4 separate regions of the Rattus norvegicus genome follow, and all the other regions are linked to region 4. The links are chromatin contacts, called in public Hi-C maps. All regions are on one chromosome and are shown on one strand. The core of a region is the stretch at or near the end of the contact, and the rest is flanking DNA. Distances in the headings are between cores, read along the strand shown. Region 1 overlaps Myh9 (myosin, heavy chain 9). Region 2 overlaps Myh9 (myosin, heavy chain 9). Region 3 holds the start of Myh9 (myosin, heavy chain 9). Region 4 overlaps LOC102553868 (a long non-coding RNA gene).

The links. Hi-C and Micro-C count contacts between places; a contact is called where the count stands out from the background.
Region 1: a Hi-C map of liver shows a contact between it and region 4, with 3 times the contacts expected there. The contact joins two enhancer-like sites. A contact is called at or near these places in 2 of 12 Hi-C or Micro-C datasets (hepatocytes and liver) and 1 of 1 datasets of contacts at active chromatin or transcription factors (oligodendrocytes).
Region 2: a contact with region 4 is called in a Hi-C map of liver, with 4 times the contacts expected there. The contact joins two enhancer-like sites. A contact is called at or near these places in 11 of 12 Hi-C or Micro-C datasets (the A7r5 cell line, Schwann cells, frontal cortex and 6 more) and 1 of 1 datasets of contacts at active chromatin or transcription factors (oligodendrocytes).
Region 3: a contact with region 4 is called in a Hi-C map of the A7r5 cell line, with 7 times the contacts expected there. The contact joins the promoter of Myh9 here to the enhancer-like site in region 4. A contact is called at or near these places in 8 of 12 Hi-C or Micro-C datasets (the A7r5 cell line, the Rat2 cell line, Schwann cells and 4 more) and 1 of 1 datasets of contacts at active chromatin or transcription factors (oligodendrocytes).

The regions. Positions count from the first base shown.
Region 1 is chr7:111,280,632-111,286,523 of GRCr8, reverse strand. All of the region lies in intron 1 of Myh9 (myosin, heavy chain 9), which reads left to right. Among named protein-coding and RNA genes, the nearest start is that of Myh9, 21 kb to the left of the region's middle. Within about 2 kb of position 2,608, at least 22 of the 93 cell types and tissues checked have an H3K27ac peak or open chromatin away from gene starts, as enhancers often do. A contact at or near this core is called in liver, where this site is marked.
Region 2 is chr7:111,256,620-111,262,209 of GRCr8, reverse strand. It overlaps Myh9 (myosin, heavy chain 9), which reads left to right. Exons shown (of 41, transcript NM_001305877.2): 4 at 2,174-2,201; 5 at 2,980-3,073. Among named protein-coding and RNA genes, the nearest start is that of Apol2, 40 kb to the right of the region's middle. Within about 2 kb of position 4,044, at least 10 of the 93 cell types and tissues checked have an H3K27ac peak or open chromatin away from gene starts, as enhancers often do. A contact at or near this core is called in the A7r5 cell line, kidney and liver, where this site is marked.
Region 3 is chr7:111,301,352-111,307,267 of GRCr8, reverse strand. Myh9 (myosin, heavy chain 9) reads left to right here and starts at 2,305. Exons shown (of 41, transcript NM_001305877.2): 1 at 2,305-2,462. LOC120093913 (U6 spliceosomal RNA) reads left to right here and starts at 3,657; the gene lies at 3,657-3,758. LOC102553569 (a long non-coding RNA gene) reads right to left here and starts at 655. Exons shown (of 4, transcript XR_010053879.1): 1 at 1-655.
Region 4 is chr7:111,370,300-111,376,678 of GRCr8, reverse strand. The region is part of intron 1 of LOC102553868 (a long non-coding RNA gene); the gene reads right to left. Among named protein-coding and RNA genes, the nearest start is that of Txn2, 17 kb to the left of the region's middle. Within about 2 kb of position 2,073, at least 35 of the 93 cell types and tissues checked have an H3K27ac peak or open chromatin away from gene starts, as enhancers often do. A contact at or near this core is called in the A7r5 cell line, Schwann cells, kidney and 1 more, where this site is marked.

The sequences.
Region 1 (5,892 bases), core at 1,359-3,858, 91 kb after region 4:
TGGTGTATAAGCACCACCCCCAAATCTAAAAGACAAAAAAAATGTTAAAAAGCTAACTGTCAGAAGAGAAAATATGATGCTGAAGATCTGGTGGGTTTGAGATACAGTGACCTTTGTCATTTACTTATTTATAGGCAGGACCTTGTCATGGAACTTGCCATGGAGACCTGGTTAGGCCAAATTCACAGGTCTGCTTGCCTCTGCCTTCTGAAGGGCGGGTGATGAAGGCCGGAGCCTGAGCCACCACCAGGCCCAGGCCTTGTTTCCGGCTCTGGGTTGCGGCCCTGGGTTGCGCTGCTCAGCGGTGTGACGTGGATCAGAGACTCTGCGCTTTCCCAGAGATAGTGCCGTATAATTAAAATGTTCGAGTGTGGTTATTTTTCAGCAAACCATGCTCGTGTGCTTGAGGGGAGAAAAACCCTCTCTCAGCAGAACTAAAGGGAAGGAAGGAACCTCACTGTTGGAAGGCTCCAAGTTGCCCTGTGCATGTATGGGCAGCTGCCAGCAAACTGGGAGAAGCTGTCTGAGAGCACACCACTAGTGTACACGTGAGAACAGCTCCACAGGGAGAAGGGAACCCAGAAGTATTCTTCCAACCTATCAAACCTGAGGGAGGGGGAGGGGACCCACAGCCCAGAGCTGGTTGGGGAATCTCTTCCTGGAATAACTTGCTTCCCTGCAGCTCCTGGATGGCTGAGTGAAAGCTCATTACATGCAGGTGAGGCTGCTGCGTGATCTCACTGTGCAAATATTGAACCAATTAAAATTTAAGCCAGAGGCCAGTGTAAATGACTTATCTGCAACTCCAGCCCCGCCTGCTACCTGCCTGGCCTTAGCTCTGGGCCAAAACTGCCTAACCTGTTGTTGAAGGCCCCACCTCCATCTGCTTTTCCCTGCCCCTTCTCCCTCTTTCTCTCTTCTGTCCTTTTCCTTATCTCCCTTCCTCTATTCCTTTGTCCTGGAGACTTAAGTACCAAGGTCCTAGGTGCTTGGACCCCAGAAGACAAAGTGTTTTCAAAAGTTCAGGTCCTTCCCGCAGCACTGGCCTGGGGACCCTGGATTGTAAAGAGGGGCAGAGGAAACAGTTCTGTACTTTGGAAACTAAGCAGAGTAGCAGAGGTTCTAGGGCAGAACTGAGCTTGGGTCGTGGTGGTGGTGGTGGTGGTGGTGGTGGTGGTGGTGGTGGTGGTGGTGGTAGGGATAATTTATACCAAGGCATTAGGAATGGGCTGCTGGGTGAGGGCTGTGCCTAGGGCATGGAAGACTCAGTCAGCAGGAAACACTGGTCTGGGGATGATATGAGAAAAGACAGTCTGGGGAGCTGACGTTGGTAAAGGCTCTGTGGAAAGATTGTCAAAGGCCTTGGGTGCAGGGCTGGGCTCCAGTGGCCTGTGTGGGCAGTTTGTCCTCAGGGTAGACGTTGCACTGTTGGGAGTGGCTCAGATCACTTTCTGCTCAGACTGACTTATTCATTCATCATTTAGAAGTGATTTGCATGGAGGAGACTCATGTCTGTCCTGTAGTTCTTGTGACATGTGCTACATAGGGTCCCTGACACTCAGCAAACATACGTAGAGCCCTGGGGCTGGCCACTTGTCATCTGGGAGGCTGTAACTGTAGGACTCCAGGGAGTTGGGATGGGGGTCAGAAGGTAAAATCTGGAGGCTTTTATCTTGTTCTCCTAGTTCTAACCCCGACCCCTGCCTGCCTGGATCCCCCTTAACTCCTATGCCTTCCTAAACTGGGAACTGGATCCCCTGTGTCCGCTACCCTGTCTACACTGAGAGCTGATTCCTGAGTCTTCTACTTTGTCCTGGGAGCTGAATCCCCTCTGAGTTCCCTACTCTGACTGCACTGGTCCAGGACTTCCCATATGTGGCTACCCACCCCCTCAGTGAAGTATGTAGGGTGAACTCTCAAATTCAGAGCTGATGATGTCATTTCCCCCTCCCTCACTGTCCCCAGAATAAAGCCCACATTCCTAAATGGCTGATAAGATCCTGCTTAGGCGTGGGTGATGCCTACAGCCCCTTGTAAATTCACCCCCACGTTTACTGCATAGGAGGGAATCTACACTTGTATTTACCGTGTACATTTTAAAATGTGTCGGTGTCCTTTGCTGGGCATAGGGCATTGTGAAAATGACCACAGGCCACATGTGGGTTTTAGAAAGAAGGCAGCCAGGCAGGCTTTGGGCTGAATTCCTCTGGGCCTTTCTCTGTTTTCCTTATCTGCCAAGCATCAGCCTGGGCCGGGGTTGGAGAACTGCTAATACAAACAGGTCCTAGCTTCTTCTGTAAGCAAACAACATTCCTGAGGGGTGGGTGCGTGGCTCCTGGTGCTCTGCCTGCTTCTATCTCCACCCCTCACAACCTGAGGTCCGTGGCTGCCTTACAGGGGCTACAGAGAAGCTGGCTTTGAGGTGGAGTGGTCCCTATGTGAACAGCCATTATCCCAGGTGTCTGTACCAGGCTCTTTGTGTGCTCTCAGGTTCAACAGCCCCAGTAGACATCTTGCAAGTGTGAAAGCTGAGGCCCAGGGTGAGGTCACAAACAGTGGTCAGTGCCAGGCCAGGTTCAGGTCTAGCTCTTCTGGCACAGCCCTTGTGCACAGTTCATGCGCACATCCTGTCACCATTTCCCAGATCAGCTTGGAGCAGTCCTTTTCCCCCACAGGATCTTCCTGAGTGCCAAGCCTAATCGGGTGACTTGGGCAGGCTTCCTTCTGCCTGCATCAGAGCTCTGCAGGAGGCTGTGGTGGTGTGCACTTCCTCCGAGGGGACCAGAACCTGCATAGTCACAGGGACCCTTCCTAGGGAGGATGAGGAGTCATTTCCAGAGCAGGGCAAAGTAGAAATGTGAAACATTAAATCTCGGTGGCAGCGTGAACCGCAGCTCTTTAGCAGCTGTCACATCCCCTCCCATTCTGAAGTGAAGTGTCACAAGAAGCAGAGGACAGAAAATTGTAGAATTCAAGCCCTGGTCTTTTTGGCCTCCAGGCTGTACCCATTCCATGTGTTTGGTGTACTCCAAGCATTTATCTTGGGGTTTGAACAGGTGCCCCCACTGATTGTTTCCAAGTTCTAAGACTTGGCTCCAAGCTCATGGCCAAGACTGACGGCTGCAGCCCTTGTGTGACAGGTGAAGACTTAGCCCTCCGCAGATCCTTATGTCACTCAAGGACGCGGCACAGGCCCTGCTTGTCAACATCCTTTCTGGTATATTGGTCTTGTAGGTCCAACTTTGTCTTGGTATGTTGGGGTGCCAGAACGTTCTTTTGGGGATGATTAAATTATCTGCACCCCATTGTTTCTTGGTAGATCGAGGCCTCAATTTTGCAATTTTGAGTGTGTGACACTCAGTCCTAGAATGACATAGTTTTCCTGGAAATGAGCTTGTCATGTTCTTCACTCCTTGATTCTGTATTTCTCCTTCCTCTCTTCCTGTACTCTGACCCTTGGCAAAGCTTAGGTGACTTTCTAGCCAATTCTGTTCATTTGTTTGTTAATTCATTCATTCACTCGCTCACTCATTCACTTAGAACTTTAGCTGAGTGCCTGCCCTGGGCCATCCATTGTGCTAAACATTGGAACTGAGAAGACTGAGACCCAATTCCTGCCCTCAAATGAAACTAGGTAATTACAGTTTGGCCGGTTGGTCAGTGTGGTGGAAATGAACCCAGGGTTCAGAGGGAGGGCCCATCAAACAGGTTATCTTCCTGCTGGATGAGACCTGAGGGCCTCTGATGCAGAGGGCACAGTCTCTTGGCATCCTGGTCAGATGGGCCATGCACATGGAGCTGGCATGAAGAGCTGGGGAGCACAGTGGAGAGGGAGAGGGAGAGGCAGGGCAGCTTTCACAGGCTGATCAGCAGGCTTGTTCTGAGTAGGGAGTGGAGCTACCGAATCTGCTGAACCTACCCAGCAATGTCAATAAAACAGGAGAGCGTGTCAGTAGTAATGTGAGCTGGGGAGTCCTGAGCTGGGAGCCAGGCTAAGGAGAAGTGTGAATGCACAGGGCACCGGGGATGGAGGCCTTGTTCATCCACTGGGGACAAGTCCACAGTGACTGACTTGGGTAGCCAGAGGGACAGAGACCCAGGGAAGGCCATGGGAGGTGGAGAGCTCAGGCAGGGTGCTCCTCCAGGTGGAGGTAGGTCACCCGAAGGTGCTTAGATGAATTGGCGGGTGGAGAAGGGAAGTGCTCATCTGGGATCTGAGTACCCAGGGAGGAAGCCATGGGCTCCCGAGACTAATCCTGACTGACACACAGTGTTACTAAGTAAATAGTATTTGCTTGGAAGTCTCCAGATAGGATGAGCTGGCACTAAGCTGGAGCAACCCTTGCTCTCCCTCCCCTGTTGCCTCCCAATCTCTGTTGCTTACCTGGACCGTTAGATGCTGCTGGACTTTGTATATGAATCACTGAGCTGCTGTGTTGGAAGTCCTGTACACTGCCTCTGTGTGTCTTAAAATTTATTTATTTATTTTCTGGGATTGAACCTGAGGCTTTGAGCACAGGACAAGCCCTCTGGCATATTCATCCCCTGGTCCCAGGACCACAGATAATTAGGTGAATTTCTTAAAGTGCTGCCTCTTGTAAAGGACAGTCCTATCTTGGTGACAGTGACATCCATACTAGAATTGGATCTAGTTATTGCATCCTAGAATCATGTTAGCCCCAGAATTTTACTTTCTTTTGACATTGGGTCTTGTGTAACCGTCAACTGGGCTGGCTTCAGACCTCTGAGCCCTCTAGGATTATAGGCATATGTGGAATTAAGCAACTTTTCCTGTGCATAGGGAAAGAAAGAAAGCAGCATGCATGGGATCTGGGGCTGAGGCATGACAAGCACTCCCTCCTCAGTCGTCATATCTGTCTAGTGGACACTTGAGTTTGGGGGACACTGACCAAAATGAAGAAAACTGCCTTTTTTCTGTCTGCCCTGTCTGCCCTCCTTTGTCCACAGGGATGCCTCGGAGCTGTGTGTGTGCGATCTGTCCTGTGTCTCTCTGCATTGTAAAACCCAGGAACTTCCACCTTTGCCGTGACTTCTTTATGTGTAGGTCTTCAAATATGTTTTGTTGATTGAACCAGTGAAGAAGTGAAACTCGTGGCTTTGAAGGTGGTTAGAGCAGTTTTATAGAACCAATGTCATTAATGGTGGGATTGGGGCTTGACAATTTCATTGACCTTAAAACTAATAGATGTGAGGAGAGGGAGGGTGGATGTGCTCTCTCTCGTTCACATACTTGTGATTAATCACACTGGGCTTCAGTGTGTCTCACTCAGCTGTGGGTCCTTGTGGCACTCACCTGGTAGAAATCCTTTAAGGAAGGGAAGATTGATTTGACTTGCAGGTGGAGGGTTCCTTCTGCCCTTCTGCTCTTGAAGTGGAGCATCTGGGGTAGGAGGAGGTGGAGGGAAGCTGCTTGCCTCATGGTAGTGAGGAGGCACAGGGATATCAAAGAGTGGCCTGGGACATGATCCTCATCCACTGGGCTCCACCTCTGAAAATGACTGCCATCGCCCATTAAAGGCATCTAATTGTGACTCTACTGAAGGGCCCAAAGTCCCACCTCCGAGCATTTGGGGACCGTCAGCACCTGAGCCTCTCTGGGGGACATCAGTGTCCAAACCATAACACAGAATCTGAGTTGAGAGTGCCAGGGTCAGGACTGGAGTCTCAGCCTTTGGCCATTGGCTGAGCCCCACTACACTTACCACTTTACCTCAGCTCTAGCAGGTCCCATCTTCAATCAGAGTCCCTGTGCACTCTAGGGCAGGGAGCCAGGCCCACAGCTTTGAGGAGACATCCTCATGTCTGCCTCACCAGGGGCTTCTCTCTCCATTTGTTTCCTTCCCATGGTTCTGTGACTTTGGGGAACAGTAG
Region 2 (5,590 bases), core at 2,795-5,294, 120 kb after region 4:
ACGCGCAGGCCTCTATGTATATGTATATACATAAGTACATTGCATGCGGTGGATCTATTTAAGCACAAGTGTCTGTGTGTGTGCTGCTTTGTGCACTCTGTTCCTGCTCACATGTCTGTGCACACATTCTCGTGTGTATGCATGTGTGCTTCTGTGTGCATATGGGACTAAATGCAGCTGCCTGCATGTCTCTACTTTTGTGCATGTGTGTCCGTGTGGGTTGGCCACCCTGCTTCCTGTTCAGTAGTGAATAATTCTGACTCCTCCTCACATAAAGGAATTCCAGTCATCCAGGGCCTGGGCCTGGACAGCCCTGGGAACCAGTTCCTTCTGAAAGGAATGGAGAATGTTTCCTTTTATGGTAGTACCAGGCCCTTTCTGCTCGTGCCTCGCCAGCACACGCAGGTACATTCTTGCCTGCTCCAGAGCGGTGACTAAACATGCCCGCCTGCAGCCACAGCTGGGGCCGACCACAGGGAGCTGCTGGGAGAGGGCAGGGCCTGGGATGACAGAAATGCTTGCTTCAGCTTCCTGGGCCACACTGCTGTTGGGGGAGAAGGGGTAGAAGCAGCTGTCCTCTGGTCTGTCCACTCCTGCCATCATACCCAGGCTCGGTTCGGTCCTAGGCCTTGTCTGGCAGCATTTGGGGGTGGAGGGGCAGAGCAAGGGGGAGGAAGGTTGAGTGTCCCCTCTTGACTTGTCTCTGAGTGGTTCTCAGGCAAGTGGGGTGGTATTGGTGTGAGTGGGATGATGGGGGCCCCATTCCAAGATGTTTTCCTTTTTTCTTGATTTGGGGGTTTGGTTTATCAGCTTTATGGTTCAACCTCGCTTATGTCCACAGCAGTTCTGCCTCCAAGTGCCTGGCTTGGTGGCTATTTCTTGGGAGATTAGCATGAAGGCTGCAGCCGAGGGCAGTGGCAGCTGCTGCCTGTGTGGGATGTAAGGCTTTTCCCCTGCATCCTGTATGAGTCCTGATAGAGTAGAGATGGCTGTGTGTACTCGGCAGGTATGCTGCTGAGGTATGCTAGAAAGCTCACCTGCAGAGCACCGAGATCTGCCTGGTCAGTCTGCCACTGGATGGTTAATTCCCTGTCCCGAGGCCATGTGCACAGAAAACCATGAGTCATTCACCCAGCACCTTGTCACATGGGGTCCTGAGCCCGTGCAAGGGCCAGGAGTGCCAACATGATGGCCAGCAGCCACGAGTGCCCCTGACTGGTTCTCCTGTTCCCCTACCCCCTCCCCATACCACTGTGAGTTAGTTTACTGTATTCACAGGGTCAGCACCAGGTCTGTTTATATGTTATATTTATCAAAATAATCATGAAGTAGGGTGGGTAGCCAGTGTATGCTGTGCTGTGAAGCGTCATGGTCAGGTACCTCGCTGTGGTTCTGATGTTACCAAACGGCCCATGGGGGCTGGGTTCAACTGTTTAACTATAGGGTTTGAGGTGGGCCCATGGTCCCGGAGCTTGGCCATCTTAGCTTAGAGTTCAGAGTGCAGGGAGCTGTGGCTGTCCCTCCTTGCAGAGGGGAACATTCCTATTTCTCCTTGCTGAACTTGTGAAGGTAGGGTGACTGTTGGAAGTTCTTGCCACTGGTGTGTAGAGAGCAGGCTGTCACAGGCTCATGCCAGAAGCTGCCATTTATTCCTGGCTCCCCCTATCCTGTCGTCATTCATTGTGCCTTACATGAGCCAAGCACCATGCATGTGGATTCACATGTGTCCCTTTTACATGTGCTACCTCACAACATGGAGGAGTGCATGGGGCTCAGAGAAGGCTCAGTGTCCCATACTGGGACTGTCCCATTGTAAGCTAGGCCTTGCCATGTCGCCTGCTCTGTTTTCTGGCCCCTTAAACCATATTCCTTACTTAAATGTGGGCAGTGTTGCAAAAGCCTGCCATGGGCATTTTCCCCTGATATTCATGGGCTGGAGTGGGTGGCAGGGGTGTGCAGCCAGAGCTGGACGCAGGCAGCTGCCTGGGGCTCCTCCATTGTGAATGTCCCTCCTCTGAGGCTGTCCACAATAAGCCCAGGTTGGAGGCTTGGGAGAGTCCTTTCAGAGAAGCATTTAAGTCTTTGTTCCCTATCTTGGCAACTCTCCGTTGAGATAGGAAGGGGGAGGTTTCTTCTTCCTATCCAAGGTAACCTGATGTCCTCTTTGTTGCAGACCGAGAAGATCAGTCCATCCTTTGCACGTAAGTGTTTCTGAGAGAGGGAGGGGTTAGGGGAGAGAGGGAGGGGGAGAGGGAGAGGGAGAGAGTGTGTGTGTGGTGTCCATTGCTCTGATGATTTTATTTGTGGTGCTGGGGATTGAACTCATCCCTGCTCTTATTCCTGGGGAAAGATTATTTTTATCCTGTCAAAGGCAGGTTGATAAGCTCATTCCCAGTTCAGGCCCCTCCCCTCCCTGGGACAGGACTCAGGGCTGTACCAGTTGTCTCAGTGAGCTGAGCTGAGCATCAGCCCTGGAAAGTACTCTAGTGTGGGTGGGTGACAGCGGAGGAGCACCTGAGGCTCCAGTGAGAGCCACCAGCGGGCTTTTCAGAACCCCCAGCATGCCCTCCGGCCCCGGTTTGCTGATCTGGCGACTTTCCATCTTAATAAGGAGGCGGGGAGTTCATGGAACAGAAACTACCTCTCAGGAATGTTTGAAGGGAACACACATTAGTGCCTTTGGCTCCCAGGTCACCAGCTGCCTCCCTGATGTCTAAAACATTGGCTCTGAAGGTTGCCAAGTGACCAGGGTAGGCAGTGGCATGAATCGACTTTTGTCTGGCTCTCGAGGGCCGTGGAAGCAAACCGAGAGAAGGTTCCAGAGCATCCCATTTGGTTGCTGTTCCTTTCTCTTCATGTTGGCTCCCTCACGGGGACCCACAGAAGGGCAGAGTGGTAGACAGCAGCACTGTCCCCCAGTGGGCCGGAGGATGAGGACGAAGCCACATCTCAGTGAGGACTCATTAACTCTGTTGGCAGGGGTGAGTCTGGAGCAGGCAAGACAGAGAACACCAAGAAAGTCATCCAGTACCTGGCACATGTGGCCTCCTCACACAAGAGCAAGAAGGACCAGGTGAGTGCTTGGCACCTTGTGAAGGAGGGAGGCTTCATCTTTAAAAATGAGGATGCTCTTGGGATCAAGCAGAGGCTCACCCACTTCCCTGGTTGGTGGCTTAGAGGTAATGGGAGTGGCTGGATAGTAGCAGGTCCATTCCTTTCCTGGCCTCTGAACTCTCCAAGTTGCTATGGAAACTGGAGCCATCCCAGGGTTTGCACAGCAGAATGCTTGTCATGGCAGCTAACTGCTGCACACAGGGCCAGCCCAAGACGGCTCTCAAGTTGATGGAGGCCAGAAGGATTTGGGTTGACCTGCCTTTGATCCCCTACCCTTGTTCTGTTGTGTGAACCAATGCTCTGGGTGGACAGCCTCTCACTGAGGAAGCACAGTTGGAAAGTCATCTTACTTCCTTTTTTCCCTCCTCCCTTGGTGGATTTTGGTGGAACTCAGCAGTGCCCTGGCTAGGTGAGATGCACGTTTTACTGCACGTTTGCACTAGGAATGCGTGTTCTGCCATCGTGTGCCCTTGGACGCCATACATTCTTCTGAGCAGCTTTTCACCCCACACTTTGTCACTCTCCGCAGCTAGAACTTTTCCTAGAGGCTCGGCTCACTGATTGACTCGGGAGGAGGGCTGGGCGTGACGCACACAGCAATTCTTGACTGGGTCAGCCTCATCACCTGGCTTTTCTCAGAGCTCCAGACCTGCCTGAATTCCAGTTGGGCCCTGTGCAGTTCTGGTCTCGGCACGGTGGGATGTGCACCTGCCTTCCCAGAGTCCCACACGCTCAGTGGTGCATACCAGTCACAGATGACTGGCTCTTCCTCTCCTGGCACAAGCTGGGAGAGATGCCAGGAGGTCCCAGATTGGAGTTTCCAGGTTTCCTTGGTTGCCCTGAGAAATCTAAGTGCCGGTGATGTCACCCCCAGGCTACTGGGGTGCTCGACTGGCCTCACTGGCTTCACCATACTGGCGTTCTCCACACTGTTCACTAGTGAGTGGGGTGTCTCTGCATGCGTAGCTCGGGTGCAGCCGCACGGCATCCGTATGCCGTCTTGTGGAACCAGACCAGAAACAACTCTCTACATGCCAAGCTTCTCAGGACTTTCTGAGACTTTTTCCGTGGGGTGTTAGGAATTATATTTAGAAACTAATAAAGTTTCTTTTCTCTCCCCACCCCCTATCCCCCACCTCACCCCACCCCATTTTCCATTCTTTATAGGAGACCTGTTTTAAAAACAGAGCTGTGAGGTTAGGAGGTCTCTTGCTGTGGTTTTCTGTCTCTGAATTTGGAGTAAAATCTATTTCCCAGCTATTTGTTGAATGCTTGGTATGTGACTGGTTTTTAGGAGGGTGCTATTGGAGTCTCTGCCCTGGAGGACAAGAGACAGGACCCTAGTTAGAGAGCAGTAAAAGGGCCCCATGTGCCTCATGTCTGGTTCCAACTTTAGAGGGAAGGCATACAAATGATTGGGGTCTTAGGGTGGGAAGAAAGCTGTGAAGATGCACCCTGTGGTGGGCACTCTGTGCCTGGGTCCTCCTCCAGCTAGAGTGGTTGGCTGACTGCCTCTGCCACTGCAAAGGCCATTGACTGGTGTAGTTGTTTACCGTGCCTGAAGCTGTACTGTGATTTCCCATACCTGACACGTGCGAGGCCTGTCTGACGTTTGTGGGCGGGAACTCTTACCTGCAGTGACTGGCTTAACCCCTGACACCTGCAGACCAAGCCCACCAGACATTTTATGTGGCCTTGGCTAGGTCAGTGGATTTTCAGAACTGAGCTTCCTTAAGAGGACAATGAACTTCTGCTGTCTGAGCAGCCATCCTGTTTCCTTCAGGGTTTTTTTTTTTTTTTAGTAATTGGAGCCCCCTGGCTGAAACACCCCCTACCCTGAAAGTTTTTCAGAAACTGGACCAGTATTTTCAAACTTAGGCTCATACACCAGCAGATATCATATTGTGCAAAGTTCATTCACAAAGTTTCTTCTGTACCTATTAGTTGTCTGTAAATCGATCACCATTGGCAACGGGGAACAGGCTCTGTAACTGCTCCCACTTGGCCCACTGATTCTTCTTTCTGTAGCAGCTGTGAGTGGGTTCAGGAGAAGCCTGAGCTCTGCCTCTAAGGCAGGCAGAGACTGCTGAGGGAGCAGGAGTGGCCCAGCCATCCTGGCAGCCTGGCCTCTGCTTTGATAGGAGGGATCCCAGTGCTTGCAGAGCCATGGCTGAGGGCATGGCTGTCCTTGCCCTGTGGCCTGGCCTCAGTGGCCCTCTTCTCAGGAGTAGAGTGACCTTTTCACTTACCTGACTGGGCTGTGGAAGTTTCTGCAGAAGAGGGGAGCCCTGGCTGAGGTGACTTAATCTGGCTCACTTCTGGACTCTGGTGGACTCCAGAACCTTGCTGGTGCCCTGTAGACACACGGTGTCTGTGGCAGGTGTGTTGGAAGGCAGGTGTGTTGGAAGGCAGGTGTGCTGGAGGACAGGTGTGTTGTTGACTCTTGGGAGAGCTAATGCCACCACTTCTGTGTTAC
Region 3 (5,916 bases), core at 1,056-3,555, 70 kb after region 4:
TGCCAGGGGAGTCCCAGGGACAGAATACAGATTTGGCAGCAGGCACCTTTACTTGTCGAGCCATCTCACTGTTCCCTTTTGATTGTTTTAAACGTCTGTGAACATTTCTGCGGCTTTGGGTTTTTTTTTTTTTTTTTTTTTTTTTGGAGCTGGGGACCGAACCCAGGGCCTTGCACTTCCTAGGCAAGTGCTCTACCACTGAGCTAAATCCCCAACCCTTGTGAACACTTCTGAACATCCTTTGATGGATCTAGCTAGTCCTCTTTGGTTGCATACATGCTTAAGAGTGGAACTGCTGACTCTTGAGGTGTATATCAAACTTTAGTAAATAAAGCCAAGGACAGGTCTGCTTTCTCTTTCTTTTTTGAGACCAGGATTCATGTAGCCTAGATTGGCCATAAACCCACTATGTAGCCAAGAGTAAGGTTGACATCCTGATCCTCCTGCTTCTACCCTCTGCAGTGCTGAAATTACAAGTGTGTGCCACCATTCCTGGCTTATGTGCTTTCCCAAAGTGTAGAAGCACATATTCCTGTAAGCAATTGATGGGGTCATCTCTTATCCATTGCTGATAATGTTGGCATTTTAACGTTAGCAACCACCAAAGGGTCTGTGTGTGTTGCTATGACATATATACGTGTGTGTGTGTGTGTGTGTGTGTGTGTGTATAATAGTATTTTATTTTGTGGGATATATATATATATAATATATATTATATATATATAATAGTATTTTATTTTGTGGGCTTTTGAGACTAGGTCCTGCTATGACAGATCCCCAAACTTGCAATGACTCTGGGTTTACAGGTATGAGCTGCCATGCTGGGTTCACTCATAGTTTTCACATTCATCTTCTGTGATAACAAATGGGGTGCTTCTCTTTTAACCTCCTGTGAAAGTCTGTCCTTTCTTTAGTAAATTGTGTGTGTGTTGGTGCTGATAGAGCCTGAGCTTGGCACATGGTGGATACGTGTTCTATTGCTGAATTACATCTCCAGTCTCTTGATGATTAGTTTTAAAAGTAATTATTGGCTTTATATATTTCACACCTTTGAACTGCGTGTCTGTGTAGTTCAGGCTAGTCTTGAACTCCTCCTCCTCCCTCAGCCTCTTGAGTTCTGGTGTACCACCCACAACCACAGGATTTTTCAGCCTCTTTTTTTTTTTTTTTTTGCAGTTGGATTTTTCTTATCAACCGGGAAGCAGTCTTTAATGTAATGTGGATAGCGATCCTTGGTCATCTGGGCTGCAAAATCTCTTTCTTTCTTTATCTGTCTTGTGACTTTAGAATGAAGTTTTCCCTGAAGTTCATTTGGGAAGGCTCATTTTGACTGTATTAGCAAGAACATTCCAGCAGTTAAGAGCAATGACGAGAAATTTGCATTGACTTGACGTGCTGCAGGATCGACCACACAGATCAATGGACACAACTCAGAAACGGACAATTAGGGCAGAAAATAATGCGTGGACAGACTCCTGATGGATTAAAGGCAAAGTACATTTTTTTAAATGAAAAAAGAAAACTTCTCATGGTAACTAAAATAAAACAAATGAAATCTACCCTTAAAATAATTTAGTGACAAACATCTGAGATGTGTGCGAGTTAATTACTCTAAGTGTGGCTTAGACAGCATTCCAGGCAGAGGGACCCGCCAGAGCAAAGGTTCAGAGGCTGGAGGACAGCCCCGAGCCGGCTCCAAAATCGAACTCAGGACGCCCACACGGAATGCAGGGTTGAAGCCATGCCCGCCCCCACAGTCATCATAATTATGTAAAATACCACTTTTCCCATATATGGTACTTAATATCTGTTCTCCTGTTAGGACAGGACGAAGGGAAAACACGGTTCGCGGGGCGGAGTGTCAGAGTCTCAGACCTTCCCAGCACGCTCCCTCCGGCCCTGGCGCGACCCAAGCTGCGACCGGAGCCGGGACCTGGAGCCAAGCGCGCCGGAGCCGCCAGCTCTTGATTGGATATAGTCCGCGTCAATCCTGGTCCTGTAACCTGGCTGTCCGTTGGGTCCGCCCCACAAGGCGTGGCTCCCGCCTAGGAAGCGCGGGTGGAAGGTGGGGTGGGCGGAGGTGGGGACAGATGAATCCCAGCCCTCTACTTCCTTTCCTTGTCTATTTATAGGCCGAAAACCTGTCAGTTTAGGCCAGACCCCTATTGGATTGGGCAATGTGGGAAGAGGCGGGCGCCTGGAAGCTCCACCCCCGAGCCGGCGGCGGGCTGTAGACCTGCCCTCCTCTGGAAGGGCGGGGCAGGGCGGGCGGCGAGCACCAGAGCTGGGTGCGGTGAGGCGCGCAGATCACCGCGGTTCCTGGGCAGGGCACGGAAGGCTCAAGAACCTGATCTGCTGTAGCTCCAGTCTCGCGTTCGCCCCACCCCACCGCGCCGCCCGAGCGCTCGAGAAAGTCCACTCGGAAGAACCAGCGCCTGTTTCCCGGGCAGATCCAGGTTCAGGTGAGCGAGCTCTGCCGGTATGTCCCGCCCCGGAGCTGCCGAGCGCGCGCGCGCGGCGACCAGACTCTAGGCGTTTGGGGTCGGCGGCCCTGTGGTTCTCCGCCTCCGCGTGGCTGGTTTCGGCGCGGTCGGGTGCGACTCGACTTCGCATCCTCATCCGAGGGGTGATAGGCAGCGAGGCCTCGGGGTTAGGGAGCCAGGGGGACACAGTCCCCGTCCCTGCCGGACGCCTTCCCAGTCCGGGCACTGGGAGCTCGGCCTGCTCCTGTCGCCACTGTGTTCCCTCCTCCCTGACGGCCGGCTCGGGCAAACTTTTTAACCCCTTCGGGGACGCTGCAGTCTCTGAGCCCTGGGCTGAGCTCGCCAGATGAGGTCGTGGGCTCCGGGCAGCGGCTCCTTTGTAAGTTTGGCAAAGGGAGGTAACGGGCAGGCGGAGACCGCTTGGCAGCTGTCAGGGCGTCCTCCTGAGTCAGGATCGGTCGGTCCTGCTGCAGACATTGCGCCTGGCTGTGTTTCCGCCGTCCGCTGCGGACTTCCTCATTTGTCCGTCAGCCCTCGGGCCGGGAGGGGGCGGAGAGAGGTACTCTGGGTGCGTGGGAAAAGGGGACCCAGCTGCCGCGGGGCTCAGGGCGCCGGAAAGACCCCCCCCGTCTGACCTCATTCAACCTTGGATTTCTATTGCCCGAGGTCGAAAGGCCTGGGTCTGCCTGCAGCTGTCCCGCCGCCCAGGCAGGCGTGCACCTGATTCCACCGCACCTTGGGACGCCACGCCCGGGCCAGTCTCTGGGAGCTGGCCCTGACTTTAAGTCCAGGCCCGACAGCCGCTTCTTTTATGTTTGGTTAGAGGCGGAGTTTTGAAGACATCCCCCACTTCCTTGCGCTGGGGTCTTCACCCCATCCAGTTCTGGAGCCACGCCTAGGGCAGGAACTGCACCCAGCTCCTCCCGGTCCCCATCTCTCCCAGGCAACGGAGTCAGTACCCTCTAGGACTTGCTTGCGGGCTGTAGTGAAACTGAGGGCTGAGTGGGCCCGGGCGGGTGCCTGAGGCCCCACCCAGCGGTGTTAGGGAAAAGGTTCCTGGGAAGTTCCAGGTCTTAGAGACCGGGAGGCTGCCTCTGCTGGGCTGTGGAGAGGTCCACTGGTTTCTCAGTTCTCGGAGCGGTTTTCTGGATTAGCAAGCTTTCAAAGTAACTTGTGTGTTCCCTATGGCCGCACCTATATTAAAATTGAAACGATACAGATTAGCTTGGCCCCTGCTTAAGGATGACATGCAAATGCATTGAGTTCCATATTTTTAGCCAACGCAAACTGGCGTGTCTCAGCCATCTCTGGGCAAGTATCTCTAAGAGTGGCTCACTCTCAAGCAGGACTAGGAGGTCTCTGCCCCCCAAGGGACTTCCTCCTCTGCTGTATGCCAGCCTGCCTCAGGAACCCCACCTGGAACTCTCAAGCCACTAGGCAAGTCTGTAACCCGCCCCGGAGCCCCTCCCAAGCCTTGGACCAAGTGAAAATAAAGCTTTTTGAAAGAGCATAAAAAATAAAAAAATAAATAAAAAGGTAACTTGTTCACAGAAACATTGTAGCCATTTTTGACTCCACTGTCTAGAGTCCAGGCTGATAACTTCACCTGGAGGCCTACCTCCCTTTCTGTTAAAGAGCTAAACTGCTTGAAGGCCCGTTTAGACAATCACTCAATATCAGTCAATTAATATACAAGGTTGTTATGGGTGGGGGTGGGGGAAGGGCCTATAGATGTGTAATTGAGCAAATATTTAACCTGCTTCTGCCAGGGACTTGGCCAGGTGCTGTGTGTGGGGGTGGGGTGGGGTGGGTGAGAATTGAGTAAGACCTGGCCGCCCCTGCTCAGAGGCACTCAGGGGAGTGCTGAGACAAAACCAGTAGGTGACTGAAGTGGAGACGTCGGGAGCCCCAGAAAGGTGCTGTGAGGCATAGGATTACCCTGTGAGAGCCTGCTGTCCTCCTGAAGGGACTTGTGTCCTGGGGAAATCTGAAGGCATTAAAGAGCAGAGTGGTAGACTAAGACACAAAGACAGCTTGTGGTGTGTCCCAAACAAGCCACAGACAAAGGACTCAAGGAATTCCTAGGCTCAGGGGGCCACTGCTGTCCAGGGGAGGCAGGGCAACCACCATGAGGAAGAAAGACATTTTCAGGCTTGACAAACTGAGGCAAGCACGTGGTGAAGGAAAGTGGGGAGTCATTTAGTGGATAATTGGGGAGCAGTTAAAATAAAAGCATCGAGGGATTGCTTAGTGTAGTTTGAGAGCCACTGTGCTTGCTGTGTGGGTGACACCTCCAGATCTTAGCTCCTACACTCAGCAGGTCTTGGCGGGGGAGGTGGGCAGAACCAGGTTCCCCTCTAACTAGCACTGGCAAGTTGTGTTGGGGAGGCTTTTGCTAGCCCTGGGTGGGGAAGGGAAGCTGAGAGGTAGGAACTCTCAGTGGAGCTTAGTGGGGCTTCTGGTCTGAAGGGCAGGCAAGGGGAGAGGAGAGAAAGGACAGGGTCCTGGTTTTCTTGTTTTCTATCAATTTTGAACTTTTTAACCAAAGAGTTTGGAGACGAGGCAACTTCTCTTTTGTGGAAGGAAGGGTGCAAGTTAATCACAGCCTGCCTTTTGCCTGGTTTTGCTCTAGAAAAAAAACAAAACAAGGATCTCTTAGCTCTTTAAAGAAGAGGAGAAGCACACTAAGAAATGCAACATTGTCCCTAGCCTGGTAGGGAATTGCTAGAAATGGGGTTGGCTGGAGTTTCCCTCACTTCCTCTTCTCACTAATCCTTCAGTAAAGTGCTTAAGACAGCCCCTACCAGCTTGACATCTTTATTTCAAAAGGAGAGGAGGGCTTTAGCTGTTGTTTTCCTTCTCTTGGTGGGGGAAGGAGCTAAAGCCAGGAGGGAAAAAAAAATCCTTGCCTTGACAGCTTCCTCCAAGCATCATGTTCCAAAAATATTTAGAATAAGAAAGTCTGTGTGTTCTCTTAATTAAACAAACGTCCTAATTTACTGAGCACAAAACAGCATCTCTACCACAAGGGCAGGAAGTGCATTTTCCTTTCGTGCTGCCCTACAGAATCACTGCCTCTCTGCTTTAACCCCTGGTGCTCTGAGCCCCTGGGTCAGGTCCTCTGGTGACAGCAGAACAGTGCCCTGGCTCCTAGGCAACTGGCTCATACATCTCCTTAAATAAAAAAAAAAAAAAAAAAAAAAAAAAAAAAAAAAAAAAAAAAAAGAAAAGAAAAATAAGCTCTCAGGAAAGAAGTAAATAAAGACAGATTCTAACTTAAGGCAATCGGTTCCTCTCTTCCACCATGTGGCCCTTGGGACTCAGACTCGGTGGCAAGAGTCTTTAGTCTACCAAGTTGACTCCAGAATCTCATTTTTAAAGTTGGGAAAAGGGAGTCAGGGAAAGAACTTTAACTGTGGTAATAGGCAGAGTT
Region 4 (6,379 bases), core at 824-3,323:
GTTTTCAGCAAGTCCTGAGTGCTTGACAGAGGGTTCTCACGCCCTCTGAACTGAGTTCACAGTGTCCTTTGGTGTGTACATTTCCTCACAATGACATGCACTGCTCCATTACAACTCACCGAGAGAGAGGGATCCACCTGAGGACAAACAAAAAGACTGCCAATGCTGAAGCAGAGCAGGGCAGAGGGTGGAGGTCCAAAAGACCTCAAGGCTGGGAGAAAACTGGCCTAGTGACTGTTCTGCAGAGAGACCACAAGCAAGGTGAATGAAGGACTCCCTTTGGTCAGAGCCCCTCCTGGGTACTGGGCGTGGCCAGTGGCTTCATTCATAGTAGCCTCCAAGGAGTACATTAGAGTCAGAGGTTAGAGAGCATGGCCAAGCCACCAGTGTCCAGGCATTTGTCTTATGTGCCCTCCTGCTGTTTTGAGACAATCTCATGTACCCCCAGCTAGCTTCGACTTGCTAAGGATGACCTTGAACTGCTCATCTCCTCCCCCTCTGAAGTTTTGGGGTTACAGGTATGTACCACCACATGATAAGCAAGGATTTTACCAACTGAGCTACATCCCCAGGCAGCCCCCCCCAACCTCCCCACCTCCCCACCCCCTATCCCCTCACCCCCCCACCCCATCACTATACAAAATGTGTGGCTTTTATGTCACGAGCCGAGGAGGAGTGTGGGCCTGTTTTACCGAAGACTAACCCAGCTGAGTTGAGTAACTTGAGATACTCTGTAAGGAAGGGGGCGTGGCCAAAACTCAAGACTCTGCCCACTGCCACCCCTTAAAAGGTACCGTTCACCAAGCACTTTTACATACATTACCTCATTTAATTCCACTCTGATGAGGCCAGGATCATTTCCCTATATAAGCAAAGGAGCCCGAGGTTCAGAGAAATGGGCCTGCCCAAGATCACATCGAAAAACTGACTGACGTTGCCAGACTCAAACCCAGGTGGGAGTATGACTCCTAGATAGATGTGGAGAGCCTGGCAGACGGCAGGAACTAAGTTCTCCTTAAAAGGTGCTTCCACAGGCAAGGTGAGCCCAGGACTAGAGACACAGCTGTCCCAGGTTAGCAGCCTCTGCCCATGATTATGGGTCATGAGTCACTGCTGTGAGCACAGCATGCACTGGGTGATCTACCTAACTCTGGCTGCTGACCTCACCAGGGATGTGGCAGTCCCACAGTGGCCTCAGATCCCCCATGGGGCCTCAGGGTTATGGATCCGGGGTGGGCAACCCAGCTGCAATGTGGAGAAAGACAAGTCTCTTTACTTATTGATGTGATCGGACAGAGCAGGCCAAACTAGCCTCGAACTCAAGACGATCCTCCTGCCTCAGCCTCCTAAGTGCTAGAATTACAAGTATTACCACCATGCTTGATGTTAATGAAGGCCTTTCATCACCAGGTGGGAAGCCTGAGAGAGACAAAGGACCACAGGCACACTAAGCCATGGTGGGCTGCGGTCTGAGGCTGGGCCTGGGGGCCGGAAGCAGAGAGGGAAGCACCTTAACCTACATCCCTCAACTAACCACCCCCAGGCAAGCGGGAGCCTCCCTGTCACAGGAGATTGAGCACAGAGGGACTGCAGTAAATGCTAAGACTGCATTCCACAGGGAAGGCCGGCCACCAGGAGCCTTGGCATTTAGCAGAGGCATTTGGGGTGACATTGGGGAGGTCACAAACAGATTCCTTTTACTGCATGTCTGTAAATGGGATCCAGGGCCTCACACACACACACACACACTCAGCACATGCTCTACCATTGAGTCACGTTCCCAGGAAGTGAGTTTCTTCTAGTGTTCAGTACTGCAAGGAGACTGGCTGTGCTAACTAGAAGCTTGCCCTCCAAAGACCCCAGAGGAGGCTGCAGGTGACTTTCAGGTGCCATCCCTCCTGAGTGGGTGGGGAAGGATAGACTGGGACTGAATCCCAGCGCTGTGACTCCTGCCAGCTGTAAAACAATGCTCTCTCCCTTGGCTGTAGGAGAGGCGAGTGTGGAAGTCACTGTGTCTCCATGGAGGTGGCCTTCAGGCCCAGAACCTGGACTGTTCAGAGGATGTTGGCAATGTCTCCATAGTTGCTCTTACCAGAAGTCTGTGCCTGGCCAGGGGAGCAAGGCCTATTCAACCCCCTACCGTGGCTACCACGGGACAGCTTTCCCAGAAAGTGAAGGCTGTTTTGGCCAGGCTGCGGAAATTCCTGACCTGTGGGCCCTCAGCAGGCAGGGTCCAGAAAACAATGTCAGGGCCATGTCCTCCCTGGACAGGATGCCAGGCAGCAAGCAAGGCTTCCAGGCATTCTACTGTGGTTCCTCACCAGTGCCCAGAGCACTGGCTACTAGCCTAATCCTGAACCCCAGTCCCAGAAGCCCAAGGCCGAAGTGTGGCTACACAGGAAGTCTAGGCTATGGTTATTCCAAGGAAGGTCACTCCACAGTGCAAGAAGCATCAGGTCCTGCCCAGATTCTTCCATCGTATCTGCTACTTGCACATGACCTTAGATCGGCCAGTCTACTGTTCAAGGACACGTCTTGCATCAGGAAAATGCTGATGATGGCTTGCACCCTCCGAGCGATATGGCCAGTATTACCAAGTGCTCACAATGACCCAACACCACATAGGGGCTATTATTGCCAGTTTATATATTGCTTTCCCTGTGGGGCAAGGTTCTCACCATGCTGTGGCCCAAATCCGTCCCTGTAAATTGGGGCTCACAACGGTGCTGGTTGAGGATCTGGGTAGGATTAGGGGGCATAGCAGGTTTCAATGCTCAGTCACACAACAAGAGCTTAAGAAGTGTTAGGTATTAAAAATAAAATAGAGGGTTGGGGATTTAGCTCAGTGGTAGAGCGCTTGCCTAGCAAGCGCGAGGCCCTGGGTTCGGTCCCCAGCTCCAAAAAAATAATAATAATAATAAAAATAAAATAGAGAAAAATAAGATACATAGATAGGTAGATAAATAGATGATAGGTAGATGGGTAGGTAGGTAGATGATAGATAGATAGATAGATAGATAGATAGATAGATAGATAGATAGATAGATGATAGACAGAAAGGTAAACTTTCTCTGCCCTGGCTCCTCCTGCTCTAACCTGCTCCATGCCTAGACCTTGCTACTGGTCTTCCATTGTGCTTTGAGTCCTCCTTCCCTGATCCCCTCCTGCCCTGGACTCCAGCAGCCCCAGGGAGCCAGAGATGACCTCACCCCTGGAGAATGCTTAGTGGAATTCACTGAGTCCTCATTTTGCCCCGCCTCCTCACCAGTTCTCATTGCCCTCTGTTGACACCCAACAGGAGCGGCTAGAGGGTAGGTCAGGGCCCTACCTGCAGCCAACCTACTGGGTAAGCACTGGTAAATGGCTGTCTCCTCTGGCCCACTGCCTTCCTCAGCCTTCTATGGGTCTCTTGGTTCTCACACGTCCCTATGAGTCTTACCATGCCCATCTGAGCTCACAGCTTCTGTTCCTACTTCCTACATGTAGGGAGATGGTGTGCTATGTGAGTGACTCCCTGGGCTTCCTGCTGCAAATTAGAAAACATACTAATACTAGAAAAGACGGGACACTGGTGGTGTATCCCCTTTAATCCCAGGACATGGAAGGCAGAGAGAGGCAGGGGACCTCTGAATTTGAGGCCAGGTGTCCTACAAAGTTCCAGGACAGCCAGGGTTCCACAGAGAAACCCTGTCTTGAAAAAAAATCAAAATAAGAAAGAGGAGAGAGAGAGAGAGAGAGAGAGAGAGAGAGAGAGAGAGAGGAAAGATACCATGCTCCCAGGAGGAATGGGAACTGAATGGGGTTCTCCTACCCAAGAAGGCAGGCTGATGGCACCTCAAAGTCCTGTTGCCTGGCTCCTAGCTTGCCACCCTCCCTCCCATCAGTGGTCTGTCTCTGAAAGGAGCTGAACCCTTCCTCCTGATTGATTGTCAGTCAACCTGAGCTGATTGAGGGCACAGTGTTTTCTCCATTTCAGGAGCAGAACAGATTGTTTCTGAGGTCTATGTCCTTGGCCTGTATGTGGACACTTTCTTGCTATGTCTTCATGTGTACCCCATACACACACACACACACACACACACACACACACACACACACACACACACACACACACACACACACACACACACCCGTGCATAGGTACACCTCTACTGCTTCCTGGTTTTTTCTTTTTTTCTTTTTTCTTTTTTTTTTTCTTTTTTTCGGAACTGGGGACCGAACCCAGGGCCTTGCGCTTGCTAGGCAATCACTCTACCGCTGAGCTAAATCCCCAACCCCCTGGTTTTTTTAAAATGGGAATTTTTTTTCCTTTTTGTGGGTTTTTTTGTTTTGTTTTGTTTTCAATTAGTTTGACTTAAAAAAAAGATTTATTTATTTAATGTATATGAGCACACTGTTGCTGTCTTCAGACACACCAGAGGAGGCCATCAGATCTCTTTACAGATGGTTGTGAACCACCATGTGGTTGCTGGGAATTGAACTCAGGACCTCTGGAAGAGCAGTCAGTGCTCTTAACAGCTGAGCCATCTCTCCTGCCCCTGTATTTGTTTTAAACAGGGTCTGACTTTGTGGCCATCCTAGAACTTGCTTTGCTGCAGGTCTTGAACTCACAGACATTCATCTGCCTCAACTTCCCAAGTATTAGAATTAATGGCATGCATGAGAATGCTTGATTTTCTTTCTTTCTTTTTTCTTTCTAGATTTGTTTATTCTCTCTCTCTCTCTCTCTCTCTCTCTCTCTCTTTCTCTCTCTCTCTCTGTGTGTGTGTGTGTGTTGTGTGTGTGTGTCCAGAAGAAGACATCAGTTATCTTTCTCTATCATTCTGTATTTACTCGGAATCTGAGGCTTCCATTTTCTGGGCTGGCCTAGAAGTCATCCCTAGTGACTGATCTCCCTGACTCTGACTCACCAAAGCTGGGGTTGGTTGCAGGCCTGTGTTGGACACCCAGCTTAGGACATAGATGCTGAGACCAGAACTCTGGTCCCCTCATGATGGTGAGCCACTCTTAACCTCTAAGAGAACTCCAGTACCTTCTTTTGGCTTTTTGAGACAGGTGTCATTTAAGCCCAGGCCTGGCCTGTCATTGATGATCCTCCTGCCTCTGCCTCAAGTGCTGGGATTATAAGTGAGTGCCACATGCCTGCCTACCAGGCCAGATTTCTTCTTATGAGGACATGGGTGAGAAACAGGTTAGGGCCATCTTAATAGCCACATTTTAATATAGTTGCTTCTACAAAGGACCTGTCTATGAGTTCAGTTCTAAAGTACTAAAGTATAGGGGGGTTGGGGATTTAGCTCAGTGGTAGAGCACTTGCCTAGCAAGCACAAGGCCCTGGGTTCGGTCCCCAGCTCCGAAAAATAGAAAAGAAAAAAAAAAAAAAAAAAAGAATAAAGTATAGGGGACAGGGCTTCTTCACCTGATGAACTAGGAGGAAACAGAGCTCCACATCTGGCTCGTGTTACATAGTTTAACAATAAAGGGATTCAGCCCAAGGGCCCAGGTCATTCTAATGCTCTCCATGTGGCAAATTGCTCGCACAAGCCAGGAGACTGGTCCTATGACCAGTTAACCTTTATGCCAAAGACCTGGAGATAGATAACCAGGCCTTGAGGTTGTAATAACCCCAGAGAACGCAGCTAGGAAGGGCCAAAAGAGGATTTATATCCAACCTTCTGACACTGACACCACGGCTCTCCTCATCCCTAACGTCACTAACCCACTAACCGGCTACCACCCAACGGCCTTTCCTCAGCCCAGAGCGGTGGTTCTTCCCGCCAGCAGCCACCCCACCCCTCGGTGTGTCTGTCCTTCTCAGAGGGAATCAGTCAGCCCGGGGTCACATTGCTGACCTTGGCTCTCTTGTGGGATATTCAGGTGTTTTTCAGTTAATTGCTTTTCCACTGTAAACAAGGTCAAAGCAAACATGCCTGGACCTAGCTTTTAGATTTTTATAGACCAGGATTTCCAGGGTAAAGGGAGCCTGTTATTGCCCTCAGTGCGTGGAAGGAGTGTCTCTAGTCTGAAACCAGAGGAGCTGGCCTCGGCCTGTACCTCCCACCTGCCAGTTTGCTTTGGGGGAGGGGAGGGTGAACAAAAGGACCGTCCTCCAGCATGGCTCAGCTTGTCCCTTAGCCTTTTCCCCCTTTGTCCCCTCCACCTATGCCTTACAAAGCGCCAGGCTCTGATTCTGGTGTTCCTGAGAGCTGGAGTCCAAGAGCCATTTTTTGTTTGCTCTGGCCCAGGTCAGGGTCTGGGTAGGAAAGCTGAGAAGGTTCATTTTCAAGGTGTCAGTGATGTTGACCCTAGGAGCCTCAGACTGTACCCATGCAGGTCGGTCCCTAAGCCACCAGCGCCATTTGAGAGACCCTTGCACCTG